2 separate regions of the Sus scrofa genome follow, and region 2 is linked to region 1. A link is a contact called in public Hi-C data. All regions are on one chromosome and are shown on one strand. The core of a region is the stretch at or near the end of the contact, and the rest is flanking DNA. Distances in the headings are between cores, read along the strand shown.

Region 1 (5,605 bases), core at 41-2,540:
CCGCCAGCCTACGCCAGAACCACAGCCACATGGGATCCGAGCCACTCTGTGACCTACACCACAGCTCACGGCAACGCTGGATCCTTAACCCACTGAGCAGGGCCAGGGCTCGAACCCGTCACCTCCTCGTTCCTAGTTGGATTCGTTAACCACTGAGCCACGATGGGAACTCCTGACTTCTTTGAGGAGTTGGAGCACAAGTCATGTGAACAGAAAACACAGAGGAGCCCCTCCCTCTGACTGTATCCCAGCCAGACACCTAAACCCTGGCCCGTGCTGCGGTGCTGCCACATGTCTCAACTGCTGAGCCTGATGCCCGGGGTTACTCATCGTCTTACTCAATGATTTTCCCATTAAGGCTCTTGTAAAGGCTCCGGGAAGCTGAAGCCAGACAGTGGCCCAGAGTCGGTTCAGCTTCTCTTCTCCTTCAACGGTGGCAGGATCACCTCTTCCTCGCCCTCCTTGACTGGTGCTTGCTACTCAGGTTTCCAAAACAAAGTAATATTTAGGGGTGCAAATTAGGTGGAAATGGAAAGGAAAAATTGGAATGACCAACGCAATAACCATCCCAGCGGTTAGCGCTGAGGGTAAAGACTGCAACTGAGGCGTAAACAGAGGCTTTGAAAAGACTGGAAATGTTTTATATCTCACACTGGGTGGTTGGTAGCTTGCGCTGTTATTGAAGTGGCACTAATTAGTTTACCCCCCCTCCTATTTATGCGCTGCATTTCACAATGACCCATTGTAAACAGCAGGTGCTATCACTCAATAAATAAGGAGATGAACGGGCACCAGCAGAACGAAGAGATGTTCATCCAGAATCTTTGAAAAAGGAAAACACCTGCACAGAGAAAGGGCGGGAGGGACCGTTTGTGTCCGGCTCTGCTGCCGGGAACAGAGATCTGCTTGATTTAACTCGAGAGAGGGGTGGGGATTGTTTTGCGTCTATGTGTGGAATGAACTGGAAGGATCAAACCCAGGAAGTTTTTCACTTTCCCTACAGGCATCTCTGCGTCCCTGTCTGTCTCCTCTGCTCTCTATTGGTTCTACGGTGAACCTCCCCCAAATTCTTTGGCTTAAAGCAACAATCGCCTTTTATTTATTGGCTCTCGATGCTGTGATTTGGGAAGGGATCGGCGGGAACGGCTCAGTCCCGCTCCATCGAGTGTTGGCTGGGTCAGCCTGACTGGGGCTGAGTGACGTTGATGGCTTCACTCACGTGTGTGGCTTCTCAGCTACAGTGTCTAGACCAGCGAGGGCTCAGCTGGACCAATCTCTCCGGGGGGAGCTATTTTTCCTGGTGACTCAGTGCTTGAGGAGAACTCAAGCCGAAGCTGTCAGGTCCCTTAAGCCCCAGGTCCAGAGCTGGCACTGTGTCACTTCCGCTGGATTTTGTTGACCAAAGCGAATTCAGATGACAGGGAGGAGAAACAGACTTCCCCTCTTAATGGGAGAAGTGGAAAGATTACTTGGCAGCTATTTTTGCAATTTGCCATAGCTTTTCTCCTACCGCATAATTTTGACTCGCGCATAATTTTAGTTTGCTCTTTGCCGTAACTCCACTCGTGTTTTTCTGTTAGCTCCAAATTTATTGCTAACCGGTAAGTTCTCTTTTGTATTTTTAGGTTCAAATGCCTAAGAACTAGTTGGTTCAGTTCATCTTTTCACCTCATGCCAGTGGTCAAAGCCTATTTTTTCCCTCAAGTTTTTAGTTTGAAAAATGTTACACTTTCAGGATAGTTGCCTGAATAATAGACCAAATGCCTGTAGACTCCTCACGTAGTCACCAATTTTAACACTTGCCACTTTGCTTGATTGCGCTTTATATAAATGTGTGCAGTTAGTTGAAGACATCATGGCATTTTCCTTTTTTTTTTTTTTTTTTATCTTTTTAGGGCTGAACCTGTGGCATATGGAGGTTCCCAGGCTAGAGGTTGAATCGGAACTATAACTGCCGGCCACAGCCACAGCCATGTAGGATCCAAGCTGTGTCTGCAACCTACACCACAGTCATGGCAACAACGGGTCTGAGCCGCACCTGTGGCCTCTGTCAGAGCTTGCGGCAATGCCAGATCCTCAACCCACTGAGCGAGGCCAGGGGTCGAACCCACATCCTCAGGGACACTATATTGGATTCTGAACCCACTGAGCCACGACAGGAACTCTTGATTATTTCCTCTTGGTTAGAGTCCGCGTGAACCTTTTTGGTAAGAATCGGTGATGGCGTGTGGCTGGCCAGCTGATCGGTTGCTCTTAGACAGTTGCTGGCCAATTGCTTATGTGCATTCACTCCCATCCCCTCTCCTGTCCTCCTCTGGTCAGAACCTTCTGGGTAGCTTCGGCCAAAGGAAGACAGTGGCAGATGATTGGAGAATAGGAGAGGGGAAAGGCTAGGGGGTCCTCCCTGCTTTGTCTCTTCCTGTGAGGTCCTTGACTACGACTGCTTCTCTTTTCTGAAGTCTCCTGTTCCCCCCTGCCAAAAAAAAAAAAAAAAAACAGACCTTCCTGCTATGGGTCCACCTCCCTGGAAATCCCTTTCCTTGCTTCTGGCTCCTTCTGGCTGGTCCCAACCTCTGTGTTCTGATAAAACGTCCTTCTCCCGCCGTCCCTTCAGCCCTGGGGCAGCAGCTGCTCCTGACCCTCGTGAACCTCCAGTCGCCTCGCCATCCTCTGTTTGGCCTCTCAGCTTTTCCATTTCCTGTGGAACCCATTTCCTTTATTTGGTTTGAAAAACTCAGGGTGGCGTCTGCTTTCCTGACTAAACCCTGACTAATACAGGCAGGATGCCTCATCCAGTGACCTGAGGGGTGGCGCTGACGGTATAAACTCAGCAGCATGAGCAGCTGGGGTGGTAAGAGGGGAAATTCCTCCCGAAGGAGGAGCAAGCACTGTAGGTCTCCTCTGTGGTTACACAGAAAAAAAGAAAATGTGCAGAAAAGGTCACATGTCTTGGTGGGAGGATTTGGGATGATTTTTATATTATTTTTTCTCCTTTTTTGTTTATCCAAATTCCCTACCTTTTCTGCAGTGGACAGGGAGTATTTTGTCTTGCAGAAAAAAGTCTAGCCATGCTATATTTATTCAGCAAATTAGAGAATGGTGAAAACCTGTGCATCTATTTTTTTGAGTTAGAGTTTTTGGTTTTTTCTGGCTGTATACCCAGGAGTGGGATTGCTGGATCATATGGTAGCTCTATTTTTAGTTTAGTTTTTGTTTTTGTTTTTCTTTTTATGGCTGCACCTGTGGCATATGGGTCGAATTGGAGGCTAAGGGTCGAATGGGAGCTGCAGCTGCAGGCCTATGCCACAGCCACGGCAACACTGGATCGGAGGTGCATCTGCGACCTACAGTGTAGCTTGCAGCAATGCTGGGTCCTTAACCCACAGAGCGAGGCCAGGGATGGAACCCATTTCCTCACAGAGGCTGCATTGGGTCCTTAACCCACTGAGCCACAATGAGAACTCCTATTTTTAGTTCTTTTAACTCCATAATGTTTTCCATGGTGGCTGCACCAATTTACCTTCCTACCAACAGTATGAGAGGGCTCCCTTTTTTCCACACCCTTTCTAGCATTTATTATTTGTAGATTTTTTGTCGATAGCCAATCTGACCAGTGTGAGATGACACCTCATTGTGGTTTTAATTGGCATTTCTCTAATAATTAGCAATGCTGAGAATCTTTTTGTGTACCTGTTGTCCATCTGTATGTCTTCTTCTTCTTTTTTTTTTTTGTCTGTCTTCTTTTTTGCTTTTTAGGGCCACTCCCATGGCATATAGAGGCTCCTAGGCTAGGGGTCGAATCAGAGCTCCAGCTGCCAGCCTACACCACAACCACAGCTACGCAGGATCCAAGCGTGTCTGTGACCTACATCACAGCTCATGGCAACGCTGGATCCTTGACCCACTGAGCGAGGCCAGGGATGGAACCCACAGCCTCGTGGTTTCTAGTCGGATTTGTTTTTGCTGTGCCATGATGGGAACTCCTATCTTTGGTCTTTTTAGGGCCACACCCACAGCATATGGAGTTTCCCAGGCTTGGGGTCAAATCAGAGCTGCAGCTGCCAGCCTACACCACAGCCACAGCAACACCAGATCCGAGCCGCGTCTGCGACCTACACCATAGCTCAGAGCAAACCAGATCCTTAACCCACTGAGTGAGGCCAGGGGTTGAACCTGTGTCCTCATGAATACTAGTCAGGTTCATTACTACTGAGCCACGATAGGAACTCCTGTTTTGTTTTGTTCTGTGTTGTTATTGACTTATATGAGCTGTTTGTGTATTTTGGATATTAACCCCCTTGTTGCATCATTTACTAATATTTTCTCCTAGTCCATAGGTTGTCTTTTCATTTTGTTTATGGTTTCCTTTGCTGTGCAAAAGCTTATACGTTTGATTAGATCCCATTTGTTTATTTTTTCCTTTGGTTTCTGTTGCCTTGGTAGACTGACCTCAGGAAACACCGGTATGAGGTATGTCAGAGAAGGTTTTTCCTCTGTTCTCTACCAGGAACACAGTAAATGCTGTCATATCTTACATAAGCCTTTACGCCACTGTGAGTTTGTTTTTGTCTGTGGTATGAGAGTGTGTGTTAATTTCATTGATTTACGTCTGGCTTTCAACTTTCCCAACACTACTTGCTGAAGAGACTGTCCTTCCCCATTGTATATGCTTGACTCCTTTGTTTTTTTGGTTTTTTGGTTTTTCTTTTTGCTTTCTAGGGCTGCTCCCGAGGCATATGGAGGTTCCCAGGCTAGGGGTCCAATCGGAGCTGTAGCCACCGGCCTACGCCAGAGCCACAGCAACGCGGGATCCGAGCCGCGTCTGCAACCTACACCACAGCTCACGGCAACGCCGGATCGTTAACCCACTGAGCAAGGGCAGGGACCGAACCCGCAACCTCATGGTTCCTAGTCGGATTCGTTAACCACTGCGCCACGACGGGAACTCCTTCTTTTTTTTTTTTTTTAAGCAGTTTTAGGTTTACAACAAAATTGACAGCCAGGTACAGCAATTCGCCATATACCCCCTTCCTACACAGGCATAGCCATTATCAACATCATTGGGCAGCGTGGTCCTTTTTTTTCTGTTTTTAAACCAAGGATGAGCTACATGGACACATCATTTTCACCAAGGCCCACAGTTCACCTTAGGGTTCACTTTAATGACGTGAGTCGTACTGTTGCACATTCTTTGAGTTGGAACCCATTTTTTCTTTGTTTTTTTTCCTCCTTGAGAGAGAGGTTCGAAGTCTTTGTGTCTGTAAGACCACTCGTGGCCCACCCATGGCCTGTTGTGGCCCAGAGAGGCTCTTGGTGGTAAATTCCCCCACCAAAAGCTGCAGCTTTTCTTCTAGTTCCCTGGTCCTGCCCAGCAGCCATGTGGAGGTACAGGGGGACACATGTTGGGTGTTTGTTCACAGGAAAGCCACAAGTTTTGTGCCTCTTGTCGTATGAACCCCGATTTCCTGTTGGGTCTGTTGTAAACAGAGGAGCTGTTTCTTCAGGCCCCCTGCTCTGAGCACACTCCAATGTCCTTCTCTTCTAAATGATAATCTTTCTGGTTAGAGTATCCTAGGTTGCAGATCTTTCCTTTTTAGGACTTTGA
Region 2 (5,185 bases), core at 263-2,762, 36 kb before region 1:
CCACAGCAACGCCAGATCCGAGGCACATCTGTAAACCACACCACAGCTCATGGCAACGCCACATCTTTAACCCGCTGAGTGAGGCCAGGGATTGAACCCGCGTTCTCATGGGTCCTAGTCGGGTACGTTAACCACTGAGCCACGACAGGAACTCCTCCATGTCAGACCGTTTATTGTTTCCCTTTGCTGTCTCCTCTGGGGGGGTCGCTCCCATCCCTAGTCCGTGTGCCACCCTTACCTGTCCTGCCCTAACTCTCCAAGACCCCCTATGGAGCTCACCCCCCCTCCCCCCAGTTCTTATGTTTTCCAGCCTTGCTGCAAGCCCCCTGCTTGTCCTCACCTTCTTGGAGGGTGGGACCTACACAAAGTGTCCCAGTCCGGCCCCACGTGCAGCCTTTTTATTCTGTGTATAAATTTGGCACTTTATAACTTTTTCCCATTTCCTGCCTTCTCTGCATTTAACCTGCTGAACACCCACTTTTTTTCAAGCCCCTTTGATCTTTCTCAGACCTCGCCCCTCCTCCCTTCCCCAGGGCCTGCGCCCCGTCTCCCGACCCTGCCCCTCACCGGTGCCCTCGGGCAGGCACAGTACGCCGTCCCCCTGCACCCAGCGGTAGCAGGGGAAGGCGACCTCCTCGCCGGCTCCAGGGCCCTGCACCGTGATGCGGTCGCAGAACCACGCGTCGTCCACCAGGGAGTGGTGTTTGCGCAGCTTGACGAACTGCAGCGGCCCCAAGTCCTTGGGAGCGTCAAGCCCGAACTCCTCCTCCTGTGGGACCAGAATCCGGAGACTCAATAGCAGGGTCCTGGGGGGGGGGGCGTTTTTGCCAGGGTGGGGGTTGGGGGCCAGACGTGCGATGGGGACGGGAGAGGAGAGGGCTCTTCGTGGAGCCTCCGTTGTCAAGACCTCCAAAGACAGCCTCCGTCCTTCCCTGTTCCTGACACCCGCGCGGTGGGTCTCAGCCGCCCCGTCGCACCGGGAGGAAGAGGGAGCCCGGCGCGCGGCCCGCAGAGACGTGAGGTCTGAGCATCCTCCCCTCCGTGGGTCCTTTAACTGAGCTCTCCCGCGCCCGCGCGCTCTCGGGAGCTTCCCGTTTGACCCGTCATCCTGTATTGACACTAGGGTCATTTGGAGGAGGAGGAGTTGGAGGCTGCGAGGAGGGCCGTCGCGAAGGGAGAAGCAGGTCGCTCCCAGCCCGGGCCGTGCCCCCCACCCCCATCCTCTCCTGGCCCGGGCGCCGCCGCCGTCCCAACGCCTGGCAAGGTCCTGCTGCCGTTTGGCCCCCGGACCCCGCCCCTCGCCAGCCCCCCGCGTCCCGGCCGGGGAGGGGGGGGTCTGGCCCCGCGCCGCCCGCTGACCTGGCCCCGCGCCGGCCGCAGCTGCAGCTCCAGCTCCGTCTCCCCGCGCGCCCCGACCAGCCCCAGCTGCACGCTGTTGAGCGACCCGGCGAAGATCGAGTCTCCGGTGGCCACCCGGATGCGGTAGCGGCCCATGGCGGCTCGGGCGAGGGGACCCGCGCCGTGCGCGCTTCTCGGGGCCGCCCCGGGCGGCCGGCGGCTGTCGAGGCGCCTTAGGGCCGGTCCGGGCCTTTAAGGCTGGGTCCGCGTCCCCGCCCTCGTCCCCACTTTCAGGCGCTCCCAGACCCCGCCCCGGACTAGCCCAAACCTGCAGCGGCCCCGCGGGCTGTGCGGAAGGGCCGCGCCTCCCGGCCGGCCGGCCGGAGCGGAGCTGCGAGAAGGTAAAGGGGCCTCAGCCCGGGTGAGGCCGAGAGGATGGATGCGCCGGGGTCTCTCTGGAACCGCCTGGGAGGCCTGAGGCCAGAAGCCTCGGGGGAGGAGGGAGCCCCGAGGAGGACACTTCCCGAGGGCTCTGGGCCTTTTGGAGAGCTGGGAGGAAGAGGGGGTGAGTCAGTCTTCCAAACGGAGGGGAAAGTCTAAGTTTTTCTGGGTTGGGACCTGGGGAAAACTGGACCGACCCCAGGGAGGCTGTGCTGGGCCCTGGGAATGTCTGGCTCTTAGACCCAGTGCGGCCCAGTAAGGCTTCAGTTCCTGATTCCTATCTCCTTCGAGCCCAGTCTTTAAGTAAGTGGCCAGAGGCCCCCCAGGCCGCCTAGAACCTGGAAAAGTAACAGCTCAAAGCCTTCTCCCTCCCTTCCCCTGACCTCGTTTCAGAGAGGGTGGGGTTAGGACCAGATGCCCGCCAGAGGCTGAGGGAGGCCTCTGAGGCAGGACAGTGAAAGCCTTCTTTTTTCCAGCCTTCAGAGCGGGTGCAGAGAATGTTAGGGACTCAGGTGTTAGGGCTCAGGATGGAGTCACTTAGGGACCCAGCATCCGTGGGCGACTCCCATGGCCTTTCCCCCCTCCAGGTGAATGCAGCCTCTTCCCTTCCTCCCTCCTTCCCTCTCTCTCTTTCTTTCTTTTTTTTTTTTTTTAATCTTTTCTAGGGCCACACCTGCAGCATATGGAGGTTCCCAGGCTAGGGGTCTAATCAGAGCTGTAGCCGCCGGCCTACACCACAGCCACAGCAACACGAGATTCGAGCTGAATCTGCCACCTACACGGCAATGCCGGATCCTTAACCCACTGAGCAAGGCCAGGGATCGAACCTGCAGCTTCACAGTTCCTAGTCGGATTTGTTAACCACTGAGCCACAACAGGAACTCCTTCCCCTTCTTTCTGTTCCAGGTTAATTTTTTACTCTGGCTTCACCGACCCTGGTGCCTGCTTCCCTCACCGGAATTCAACTTTCTCCTAAAAAATCGATATAAAGTTGGTATTAGTCACGAACTTCTACTTCTTTTCTCTTTCCTCTTGTCTTCATCCTGCTCCCCCCAGCTATTTCCTGGTCCTCCGTGGCCCTCAGGGCAGGAAACCAGGGAGCAGCAGTGGAGCCAGTGCTGGTTAGGGACTTTGTAAACATGAGAAGGATGATTCAGGGCTCAGGCTTTGCCACTCACCCACGAAGTCTCTTGCATGACCCTATCTAGGTATTCTGGGCCCAAGTCATATAAATATTTGGCTCATAGAGGATGTGACTGGTGGCCTGGGCTAGGCTGGAGCAAGGAAAATCTGCTTTCTTCAGCCAGACCCTCAAAAATGACCTGACATGTTAGTTACTGGTGGGGGTAAGAGGAATTCCAGTCCTACGTTCCAGCCTCCAAAGCTTATGGAGGCGAACGATCCTTGCTGGGTGCCCTTTTTTGGCTGCCCTGCCAGGGATCAGATCTGAGCTGCAGTTGTGAACTATGCTGCAGTTGCAGCAATGCTGGATCCTTAACCCACTGCGGGGCCAGGGATCGAAACTGTCCCAGCACTCCAGAGACTGCAGATCCTGTTGTGCCACAGCAGGAACTCTGCTCCTCCCCTTTATCTTCTGGGCCTACTCCTGGCCACCTCCTCAGTGCTCAGGGCTGGTGTCTGCCGTTTGCTGGCCCCCCATTTCCTCTAGTTCTGGGAGTCACCAGAATATCCAAGTAGAATGGCTCTCATTCCCATCTCAGGTAGTAGCTGAATCTGGCCTTTCCATACCCTTTTGCTTAGAAAAGAGTTTGCTTCATACCTACTCTCTAAACCAGTCATATTTCCACCTGCTTCTCTGCTGTTTCATGGCACCTTTTCTGCCCACTGGAGAGGACTTCAAGGTCACAGAGCAGAGACAGGGTGGGGGTGGGGATGAATAATTAAGAACTATTGGAGTTCCCATTGTGGCTCAGCGATAATGAACCCAACTAGTATCCATGAGGATGTGGGTTTGATCCCTAGCTTTGCTCAGTGGGTTAAGGATCCGGTGGTGTAGGTGGCAGATGTGGCTCCAATTGCACCCTTAACCTGGGAACCTCCATGTGCTAAAAACAAGACAAAAAAAAAATAATCCAATAAGCTATAATCCAAGCTATTACCTATGTCAAATAAGTTCATGTTTAAAGCACTTAGATGGAGTTCCCACTGTGGCTCAGCGGAAATGAACCCAACTAGTATCCATGAGAATGCAGGTTTGATCCCTGGTCACACTCAGTGGGTTAAGGGTCTGGCGTTGCCACGAGCTGTGTTGTAGGTTGCAGACGCCGCTCGGATCTGGCATTGTGGCTGTGGCGTAGGCCGGCAGCTATAGCTCCAGTTCCACCCCTATCCCCGGAACGTCCATATGCTACAAGGTGTGGCCCTAAAACGTGGGGAAAAAATAAATAAAACCCTTAGAGCTCATTCCTTCTAGAAATCCCTTTGCATTTCCCTACCCCATACTGTTTTTCCATGTCCAGGTCTCAGCCTCCATTTAGGGGTCTTTCTTCTCAAGACCCTCCCACTTGTTTTTGCATAAGCAGAAGCATTCTGTTTGGAGGCTATAATTAAAAACAAAATTTCCCAACCTGGGAAAAGCTTTCCGCAAAGGTAGCAGAGGAAAGAAGACAGTTTCACAGTTGAATGAGCATTTCCAGAACGTGACCTGAGTCACGGGCCATCCGCTGAGAGATTGTAAAGTAACCCCACCCATTTATAGAACCAAGCAGATAGAGCCATCACACACAGGTTCCCAAGATAAACATTAATTAGTCCTCAAGTAAGAGGCCTGACACCCCCTCTTGTCACACACATTCCAACTTTACCTGGTAGTTGGTAGTCCTTGGGTTATTAACAGGCTTAGTCATAGGAAAAGCAAAGTTCCTGCATGTTTATGACAGGGGGTAGTTTTGCATCTTGGAGCCAGGAGCCCACCTCCTGGCTCAGTTAGGGTCCTACCCTCCCACAGAAGCTGGGAGATAGGGGTGCCCTCTCTTCCGATGCTTCCATTTCAAAGAGGTGCCTCCCAGGGCCTTGGCAGAGACGGTCCTGGGTCATAACGCTGCAAGAGGCTGGCTTAGCTTCTAAAAAGATTGATTCCAGTCACAGCTCAGCAGTAACAAGCCTGACTGGTAACCATGAGGATGAGGGTTCGATCCCTGGCCTCACTCGGTGGGCTAAGCATTCGGTGTTGCTGTGAGCTGTGGTGTAGGTTGCAGACACAGCTTGGAGCCCACGTTGCTGTGGCTGTGGCGTAGGCCCGGAGCTATAGCTCTGATTCGACCCCTAGCCTGGGAACTTATATATGCAGTAGGTGCGGCCCTAAAAGGCGAAAAAAAGAAAAAAGAAGAATTGACATACCTTTCAAAGAGACAGAAGAGCTTATATTAAAATTACTGCTCTAGGA

Evidence for each region. A called contact is a pair of places that touch in the nucleus more often than the background predicts.
Region 2: a Hi-C map of liver shows a contact between it and region 1, with 3 times the contacts expected there. The contact joins the promoter of ALOX12 here to the enhancer-like site in region 1. A contact is called at or near these places in 7 of 47 Hi-C or Micro-C datasets (embryonic fibroblasts, epiblast stem cells, fetal heart ventricle and 2 more) and 2 of 2 datasets of contacts at active chromatin or transcription factors (alveolar macrophages and skeletal muscle).

The regions. Positions count from the first base shown.
Region 1 is chr12:52,361,331-52,366,935 of Sscrofa11.1, reverse strand. The region is part of intron 4 of LOC110256106 (a long non-coding RNA gene); the gene reads left to right. Among named protein-coding and RNA genes, the nearest start is that of ALOX12, 38 kb to the left of the region's middle. Within about 2 kb of position 1,290, at least 41 of the 83 cell types and tissues checked have an H3K27ac peak or open chromatin away from gene starts, as enhancers often do. A contact at or near this core is called in alveolar macrophages, embryonic fibroblasts, liver and 2 more, where this site is marked.
Region 2 is chr12:52,398,188-52,403,372 of Sscrofa11.1, reverse strand. It overlaps ALOX12 (arachidonate 12-lipoxygenase, 12S-type), which reads right to left and starts at 1,512. Exons shown (of 14, transcript XM_003483092.4): 1 at 1,360-1,512; 2 at 568-769. The coding sequence starts at 1,494. It overlaps LOC110256106 (a long non-coding RNA gene), which reads left to right and starts at 884. Exons shown (of 9, transcript XR_002337351.1): 1 at 884-1,021; 2 at 1,124-1,739.